2 separate regions of the Anas platyrhynchos genome follow, and region 2 is linked to region 1. Evidence: chromatin contacts called from public Hi-C data. All regions are on one chromosome and are shown on one strand. The core of a region is the stretch at or near the end of the contact, and the rest is flanking DNA. Distances in the headings are between cores, read along the strand shown.

The links. A called contact is a pair of places that touch in the nucleus more often than the background predicts.
Region 2: a Hi-C map of skeletal muscle shows a contact between it and region 1, with 1.6 times the contacts expected there. The contact joins two enhancer-like sites.

What each region holds. Positions count from the first base shown.
Region 1 is chr25:6,449,071-6,453,074 of IASCAAS_PekinDuck_T2T, reverse strand. The region is part of intron 5 of NECTIN1 (nectin cell adhesion molecule 1); the gene reads left to right. Among named protein-coding and RNA genes, the nearest start is that of NECTIN1, 60 kb to the left of the region's middle. Within about 2 kb of position 2,519, at least 2 of the 8 cell types and tissues checked have an H3K27ac peak or open chromatin away from gene starts, as enhancers often do.
Region 2 is chr25:6,522,806-6,526,777 of IASCAAS_PekinDuck_T2T, reverse strand. No RefSeq gene overlaps it. Among named protein-coding and RNA genes, the nearest start is that of NECTIN1, 14 kb to the right of the region's middle. Within about 2 kb of position 1,362, at least 3 of the 8 cell types and tissues checked have an H3K27ac peak or open chromatin away from gene starts, as enhancers often do.

The sequences.
Region 1 (4,004 bases), core at 1,270-3,769:
AAGGAACACCCCTTAAGGCCTGTTTGCAGTAGACATACTGGAAACCTAGATTTACTCAATTATTTTCTCATTTCTTCTTTTCCTTTTAAAACTAAGGGTAAGGATGCGGATGCAGGGTACTGTGGCCGTACAATTATAACTGATTGCATTACAGCATCCTGCATCCATCGTGGCCTTTATGCAGCATCCTCAGCCTCTCCCAGCACCGCTGAGGCACCCAGGCAGCGATTATCTGCACACACCTGATGAAAGCACCGAGCTGGATCAGGCCCTCCACTCCTTCCCCCATTACCCTGGGCAGAAACGTGTCCACCAGGGGCGATTCCCTCCTGACAGCTCCTCCCGAGACCTGTCAGTTAGTCACTCTTAATCTGTTTTCTGTTCCATCTCTGTGCTTACTTTGATGAGATGACTGGTTTAGTGGGCAAAAAATGACATTGTGTTTGACTGACAAGACCTATTTCCATGAACCGTGTAGACTGGCATTGATTATATTCCTGCCTCTTAATTCTTTATTAACTGCAGCCCGTGTTAGCTTTTTCTTTGATGCCAGCAAATCAGCCTACAGGTTTCAGGTCATTTTCTGTGCCCTCTTCCAGTCTGCCAGAATTAACCTTCTAGAATTTAACTGGCCCAATGTATTTAAAAACAGAAGAAGCTAACAGAGGTGAGTTAGATGGCTCTTTGGCTAAGTTTCCAACATATTTTCTTATAATAAGTGGAGTATCCTAAGAGATGCTGCCCAGCAATTGCTTGGTTCTGCCATCTCCTAACATGCAGAAATTGTTTTGTCATCTCAAAAGCCACGAACAAATTTCCGTTTCTCTCCCGAGACAGATCATGAACAGTTATTCAAATCTTCTGCCTTTTCTGAATGATCACTGCCCTCTTGACCATCTCCATCTGGTAAAGTGCCTATGCAGCACTGCAAATTTTTTTTCCCCCTGTTGCATTCCCCAGGGTGACCTTAGCTTTTGTATCAACAGCTTCACAGCTTCTCATTCGTACTCACGGGTCCTTCTTCTTGCAGCATTTCTGTTTGATCTGTACTGGAGGTGGGGGAAGCCAGCACACGCCCAGCTGGAGAAGGTGACGTGGATAAATATTGGTGGTTGCATGCTAAGGCAGAGACTGCTTGCGAGACGTTTGGGAAGCTGGGAGGCATCCTTTGTTAGGAGTCTTTCCTTCCGGTGAGAAGGAGACAGAAAAGCAGGAAAAAGGCCGAGAAAACAATGCCTGGGCTGCCTCTTGTGAGAGCTGTGGCCCTGCTCCCCTTTCCATTTGCACAATTCTTTGTTTTTGGCCGTGTGACAGGGACGCAGAGCAGTTCCCCCTCGTGTCACGCACACCTTGTGCCCGCACCCAGCCCCAAGCAGCCTCCAGCTGATGCCAGCAGGGAGCTGAGCTCATCCCTTGGGGACATCCAGGGTTCACCAGTCCTGGGGTGCAAGCACCCTGCGGGCAAAACCAGGTAAAAGTGGCCCAGGACCCGTGGCCGAGCAGAGTGAGATGTTTCCCAGGAGTGATGCTGAAGATTGCTGAGCAAATTAACTCTATTAACACAGAGCCTGAGCTGCAGTCCCTGTGCCGTCGATCTGACACGATTCATCTGGTGGCTGCTTGTAATAGCACGACCTTAATGGGCTCATCAAGGAAGCGAGGCTGTAGCTCTGGCTAAACACGGATTTGAGACCTGCTGCTCTCTGGGCAGCTGGGGCTGGCTGCCGAGGTCCAGGGAGATGCTGTGGTGTAAGGGGAGTTGGGATCCGGCCCCTTCCTTCCTCCAGGAGAGGCAATTTCGAGTGCCATCACCTCCTCGAGACTGTACAGCAGGAGAAATAAATTACAAAAGGGATTTGATTGTTCATTACTCTGCCGAGCTGCAAGGAAATGAAGCAGAACTAAAATTAAGGCTTGGGAGGCAGAGGAAACATCAGATAACCCGGGGCTCATCAGCCCCCAGCCCAGCCTGGGTGCTCTCCACCTAACTGCACCGAGACACCCTGGGAAGCCGGGCAGTCCGTGGTGTTGGCTGCAGAGAGGGCAGAGCTGGAGACAGCAGAAATAAGGTCCCCCTCTTTGCTAGAGCCACCAAGTGCCACCGAGAGCCAGGGACATCACAGAGCCTGGAGGTAACGGGGACAGATCCTGGCTGGGGTGCAGTGTGCGTGCAGAAGGGCGCTGCCTCTGCTGCAAACACGCGGCTGCTGTCGCATCCTCTGGTCTCCTGGCTCTTCGTGCTGAGCTCTGTCCTCCCACAAAGCGAAGAGCTTCCTTCCTGAGCTGTCAGGGCGCGTTTCCAGGTGCTGTTTGACAGCTGCCACGCTTTGCTCCAGAAGCAGGAGAGAAGCCAGCGCGGCCAGAGGAACCTGCGGGGCATCTCCCAGCACAACTCGCCCTACCTCTGCTGGATCCCAGGGGGTTAATGGGCTGCTCCCCCTGCTCTAATCCAACATCCTCCCTGCTAGTGGCTAGGAGGAGGCTCGGGAGGCATGCGAGGGAAGGTCAGCAGGGGTTAAAGCCGCATTCCAGACATGCTTTTGCAGCCAGCAGCTACTTAACCAGGGCTGGCTCTGCGCTTCCCATGCAGGAGGGGAAAGGGAGGGAGCTGGTGGTTATGGGACGGGGCTGAGCTGCCCCCACCCGCGGTGCATGGCAAAGAGATTGCCTGTGCAGGAATGTGTGTGAAATCCCTGATAAAACCCAGCTCGTCCCTGTGTCTGCTTGCAGCTGGGCGCGCTGCTCCAAGCGGCTCCCCGCGGAGGGCTGGCTCGGCCACCGCTCTGCCAGGGTCTCCCCAGACCACATCTGAGACGAACGAGTGGCTTGCAGAGGTTTTAATTACTGGTCGGGCTTGTAAAAATTACAGAGGGGAACAAAACGGGCAGGGATCTTAAAGGGATGTCACGATGAGTGCCCAGACAGCGGGGTACCCGTGTCCCTGCATGCTCTCGGGATACCCAGCCCCTCGGTTCCCAGCAGAGCAATTTGGGGGGGGGGGGGATGCACCAGGTCACTCGCAGAGGGGTCTGGGTGCACCTCCAGCTCCTCGGGGGATATAAAACCAGAAAAATCTTCTCCTGCAACCAGAGAGGTCCTGAGCTCCTTCTGTGGCTGGCTGAGTCTCTGGGCAGGGTTGGGGAGGGCTGCTGGATCCGCTCTGCTCCTGCAATGCCTTTGCCACCAGGTGAAGCCATGAGGCTCCTCCTGCTCCGAAATCCCTGCTAGCAACCTCGGCTAGCCAAAATGCTCCTCTTTTCCCCAGGCTGAGGCCTGCCTCCCCCAGTTTCTCCCAGCTTAGGTCACCAGATGAGCACCCGGTAACTGTCCCTGCGAGGGCTTCACTTAAGCTACTCGGTGAATGGGGCTGCCCCTGAGAAACCCACCTCCCTCGGACTTAAGATCCCTTTAAAACCTCCAGGGACCGCTGCTTATCCCACCATCAGCCCTGTGCCCACATCCCCTGGGAGCAGCCTTTATTTAAGTGTCTTTAACCCTTTGCAGACACGAGGTGCCACGAGGCTCCCAAGCAGCTTGTGCCCGGGGGTGTGCGCGCTACTGCGGCGCGTCTCGAATTAGACAATCCTGCTCGTCTTTAAAACCTAACCGGGGACGTATTTGCTCTGCCAAGCTTTTCAGCTCGGTTTAATTTAGCTCGGCAAACTCGCTGCGTCTCAGGCTCCCTGGAATGTGTCAGGTGGGGTGCATTATAAATATGCATCGTCTGATCTCATCGTGTTACTCGGAGGTTCAGCGGGCAGGAGGAGTCCAGCAAAAGGGCTCAGCCCTTCCACTGGATCAGGACAGCAATCCAGGGCACAGACAGGCTTACTGGGAGCTGGCGCTGTACTGGGACAGCCTGCTTTAGCCACACGGGCTCTGTGTGCCCAAACAGGGGTGCAATTTCGTGCTGAGGCTGCGTTAACTCTAGCAAGGCTGGCAGCTTTGAGGCTCTGCTAGCTGCCAGCCTAATGAAAGGAGAAGAATCACGACTCCCTCCCATT
Region 2 (3,972 bases), core at 113-2,612, 75 kb before region 1:
CCGAGGATGGAGATGTTCCAACACACCCAGGCACAAACGAAGCCGTGCTTCGAGCTGCATGGAGCTGTGCCCTGTCGTGAGCCTGGCTTACGACTTGTGCGCTCGCTCCCGTTTCTGATTTTCCTTCTTTCCTCGGCTTCCTGATCTCGCAGCTTAGCCAGAAGTTCAGCTGGAGAGAAGGTGAAGTCGGGAGAGGAGGGGCAGGTGATGGAGAAGCTGAGGAATGCCTGCTGGGAACGCTTTGGAAATCGCCCAGAAGTAGGAACACATCACTTAATGGGAAACGAAGCCAGGAGCCCTGCTCCCCTGCTGCTGCAGCCTGCTCCTCCTCTCAGACGTGTGGCAAAACCCAGGAGCGCACATTACAGGAGATGCTGTTGTGCCAACAGGTCTGCGGGCAGCATCCAGGGACCCTGGGCATCCAAGCGCTTGTCTAACCACCAACCAGACCTTCACTTCTGCCTGCAGCCACACAGGAGCAGAAATCAGCAGAAATCCTCCCCAGCCCTCCACCAGCTGGGGTCTCCGTGGCTCCTCTTCCCTCTCCGTCACGGACACTGGGGCTCAGTGGCGGATACCTTGCAGCTCCAGCAGGCTCTTAGCAGCCAGGCTTCATCAGCTCTGCCTTTCTGCACAGAAGCTGACATTCCCCTCGTTTTCCCAGCCCTGTTTTCCCCGGGGGAATAGGATTTCCTGTACGTTTGACACCCGTGGTACAGAGCTGGTGCACAGCTGTGCAGATGACAGTGGATGGCTCACAGCAGCGGGTTTTGGACACCCCAAAACTGCCCTGCGGATTGCACCACCTGAAATCCCCTCCATGGCAAGGGGCTGCAGATATTCTCTGGGATGAAGAATGAGGTATTTGTGGCCTGACGCTTATGGGAGGTCCCCAAAAAGTTTGGAAGATGCTGAGAGCTGTCCCTGTGCACTGAAATCACGGCTGAGCCCACCCCACAGACCCAAACCACCAGCTTTTGTGCAGCCCTTCCCTCTGCGTGGCAAAAGCCATTCCCCTTCCGTCAACAAAGTCTGCCAGGTAGCTGGTGACAGGTTTCTCCCCTCTCCTCCTGCTCCTGTAAAAAATCTTCACCCCATCCTCAGAGTCGTGGACAGGCACAGACATTTCTATTTGCAGCCACCCCAGCGCCTGCGCTTCACCCGCTTGCTGATAAAACGCTCCTCGCCACACAAACAAGGAGAAGCCTCTGAAATAATCCGCCCGCCTTCTACCTCCGAACCACGCTTGACTTCTGACAGGCAGCTCGGGAAAGTTCCTAATGATGTCCCCTGGACACTTCAGAGGCGACCCGCCCCGGAGCGGGATTTGATGGCTCAGCGAGCGGATGGCCTCGTTTGTACCGCCGAGCCAGCTCGAGCCTCATCAGCTGGGCTTGACCTAGTTTCTCCCTCGCATAGGTCAATAACAACACAGCAAACAGAGCTAATCAGACACTGACGATGCACAGTTAATCTGGGCTGTTCCAGGCTCACAGGAACACGGCAAACCCTGCTGTCATGGAGAAGAGGAAAATAAATCTTTCCCTAAAAAGTCAAAGAGAGCTGTACAAAGAACATGCTGCAGATAATGCACGAGCTTTGCTATTCTTTTTCTTTTTTTTTTTTTTTTTTTCTGCTTGCTTCCTTTTTGGTCTGCCAGCATCTGGAGGATGCTGCATGGCTCTCCCTCCCCAGACAGCAGCGAGGGTTGGTCCCGTACAACCAGGGCTAGAAGCGATCACCAAAAGGGCATGAAATCAGACCCCAAAAAAATATATAAATAAATAAATGAATGAATTGCGCAGCTGGCTCTGGAGTGTCCAAATAAATCCTGGGTAAATGCCAGGCTGCCTGAGTCACCGGCTCTGCGGGACAAGGACGGCTTCTTCCAAGCTGCCTGTGCGGTGCGGGAGCAGCGGCCACACTCCGGGCACGGCCATGGGGACGGGGTGGGTGGGAGCCTGGGGGGCACACAGGGAGCAGACAGAGGGGACATGTGTGCCACAGAAGGCACCCTGAGAAGCAGGCACCTTCAGCTGGGGACCCACACGGGCACCCGGGGCCATCCTGACCCACTGCTCGGCTCACACGGGGCGTGTTGGGGACCTGCAGATGGGGCTGCGAGGAGCTGCGATGCCTTCCAGCCACGCACATGCCATCCCTCCCCAGCCCATCATCCCTCCCCAGCCCATCACGCCACGTGGATGTGATGTCTGCATTCAGGTGCTGGCATAAACCTCTCCAGGGCAGGATGCGTGGATGTAGCACCCACGTACAGAGGCGGTGCACAGGGACCCGGCTGCTTTCTGTGCTCATATGGCTGTTGTGTCCCCCTGCCACCCTGAGAAGAGCATCAGTCCCTGCGGGTGCTGAGCTCCCACTGCTCTCCTTCTGACCTGGGCAGATATTTTGGCACTAGGAGGCAGGTTTCCCCCTGCAGCACAGGGAAAATGCAGCTCCAGGACCTCGGCTTCGGCTTTCTGCTTCTGGGCGCACTGACAGCAGGAATTCAGAAGGGCTCGACACTTTGAGAGCCTCGCTCCTCAGGGAGGGAGTTGTGCAACCCCAGCTGCTTGCAGTGACAATTTTGGAGGAAGCCAGGCTGTTATTGAAAAGTTATTCCAAAGATTACAGCACCTAATGTCAGCTTGGAAGGGAAGCTCCACCAGCAAGGTCGAGCTCCTCGGCTGGCCTTCGTGCTCTGATGCAAAAGCAAGTGGGAAATGCGGACGCACAAAATAAAAAATAGACCAGTGTTTAAGGACTAAGATTTCTGGATTTATTTCTTTTTTTTTTTTTTTCTACCATTCCAGAGAAGAACCAGCACTCGCAGAGCGAAGCCGTCTTCCTCCCTGCTGGCCCTCACCACGTCCCACTCCGCCGCGCTGTCCCCGCGTCTCTGGTGCCGGAGCATCAGCATAATGCGATGTGACACCTTCCCCCACACTTTGTTATAAATATCATGTGTCGCTGTAACTGTGTCTGACACCCCCTCGGGGGCATTTTCTCCTGCTCCCAGCCAAGATGTGGGCACGTGCAGATCCCCCAGCCTGCGCTGTCCCTGCTGGCACGGGGCTGCCCCACCGACAGCGGTGTGGGAACCAGTGGCACTGGGACGGGTTGTGCGGGGTGAGCCAGTCCTCTGTGCTCAGCCTGGCTCTCCAAGAAATAACGCTGCTACACCACAGGGCTCTCCCTTTCTCCTCCCATCAGATGGATGCCAACGCAAGGGACTTTTATTCCCTAAAGCCTGCGATTTATCCGAACATCTCACCACCAAGCCTCACCGCTGCCCTGCCATGGGGACATGGACAGCAGAGGTGCTGTTCCCATACAAGCCAAGGGCAAAAACAGGTGTGAAACCTTGTAGGAACTTGCTACGAGGACAAAAATATTCCTGTGAATAGTGGGGATGCCCTGCAAGTGCCACATCATGGCCTTGTTGTCCTGCTCCCAAGTGAGCTTGTCCTGTCCTAAGCTCACCAGGTCCCAGCTGTAGACATCCAGGAGCACGTCCCTGTCTCACCACTCCACTCTCTTTTTGGCTCTGCTCTCCTCATCTGCCAGGCTCAGCCTGCCCGGCCTGGGGGACCTGCTGTGGTCCTGCTGGGAGCTGTGTCCGTCCATCCCAAAGGGAGTGATGAATCTGGCCTCGCGCCGCAGCTGCTGCCCCACGAGATAAATCACGGGGACGGGAACCCTCAGCGGCTCCTTCTCCATTTCTCACAACCGAGCTCTGCACATGTCAGGAGAGGTGGCAGGCTCCGGAGGGTGGCAGCTTGTCTGGGAGGAGGAGGCCAGCAGATGCCTTGCACGTGGCAGGGAGCTGAGGAGCTGCTGAGGCTGTGCCAGCCTCCAGATCCACAATATGCAGCCGGGACGGGGCACTGGAGGCAGCTCACGTCCAGCAGCCGCTGCCCGAGAGGCAGCGCAAGGTTTTCCCCATGCCAGGGCAGCTGCTGCCTCGCGATT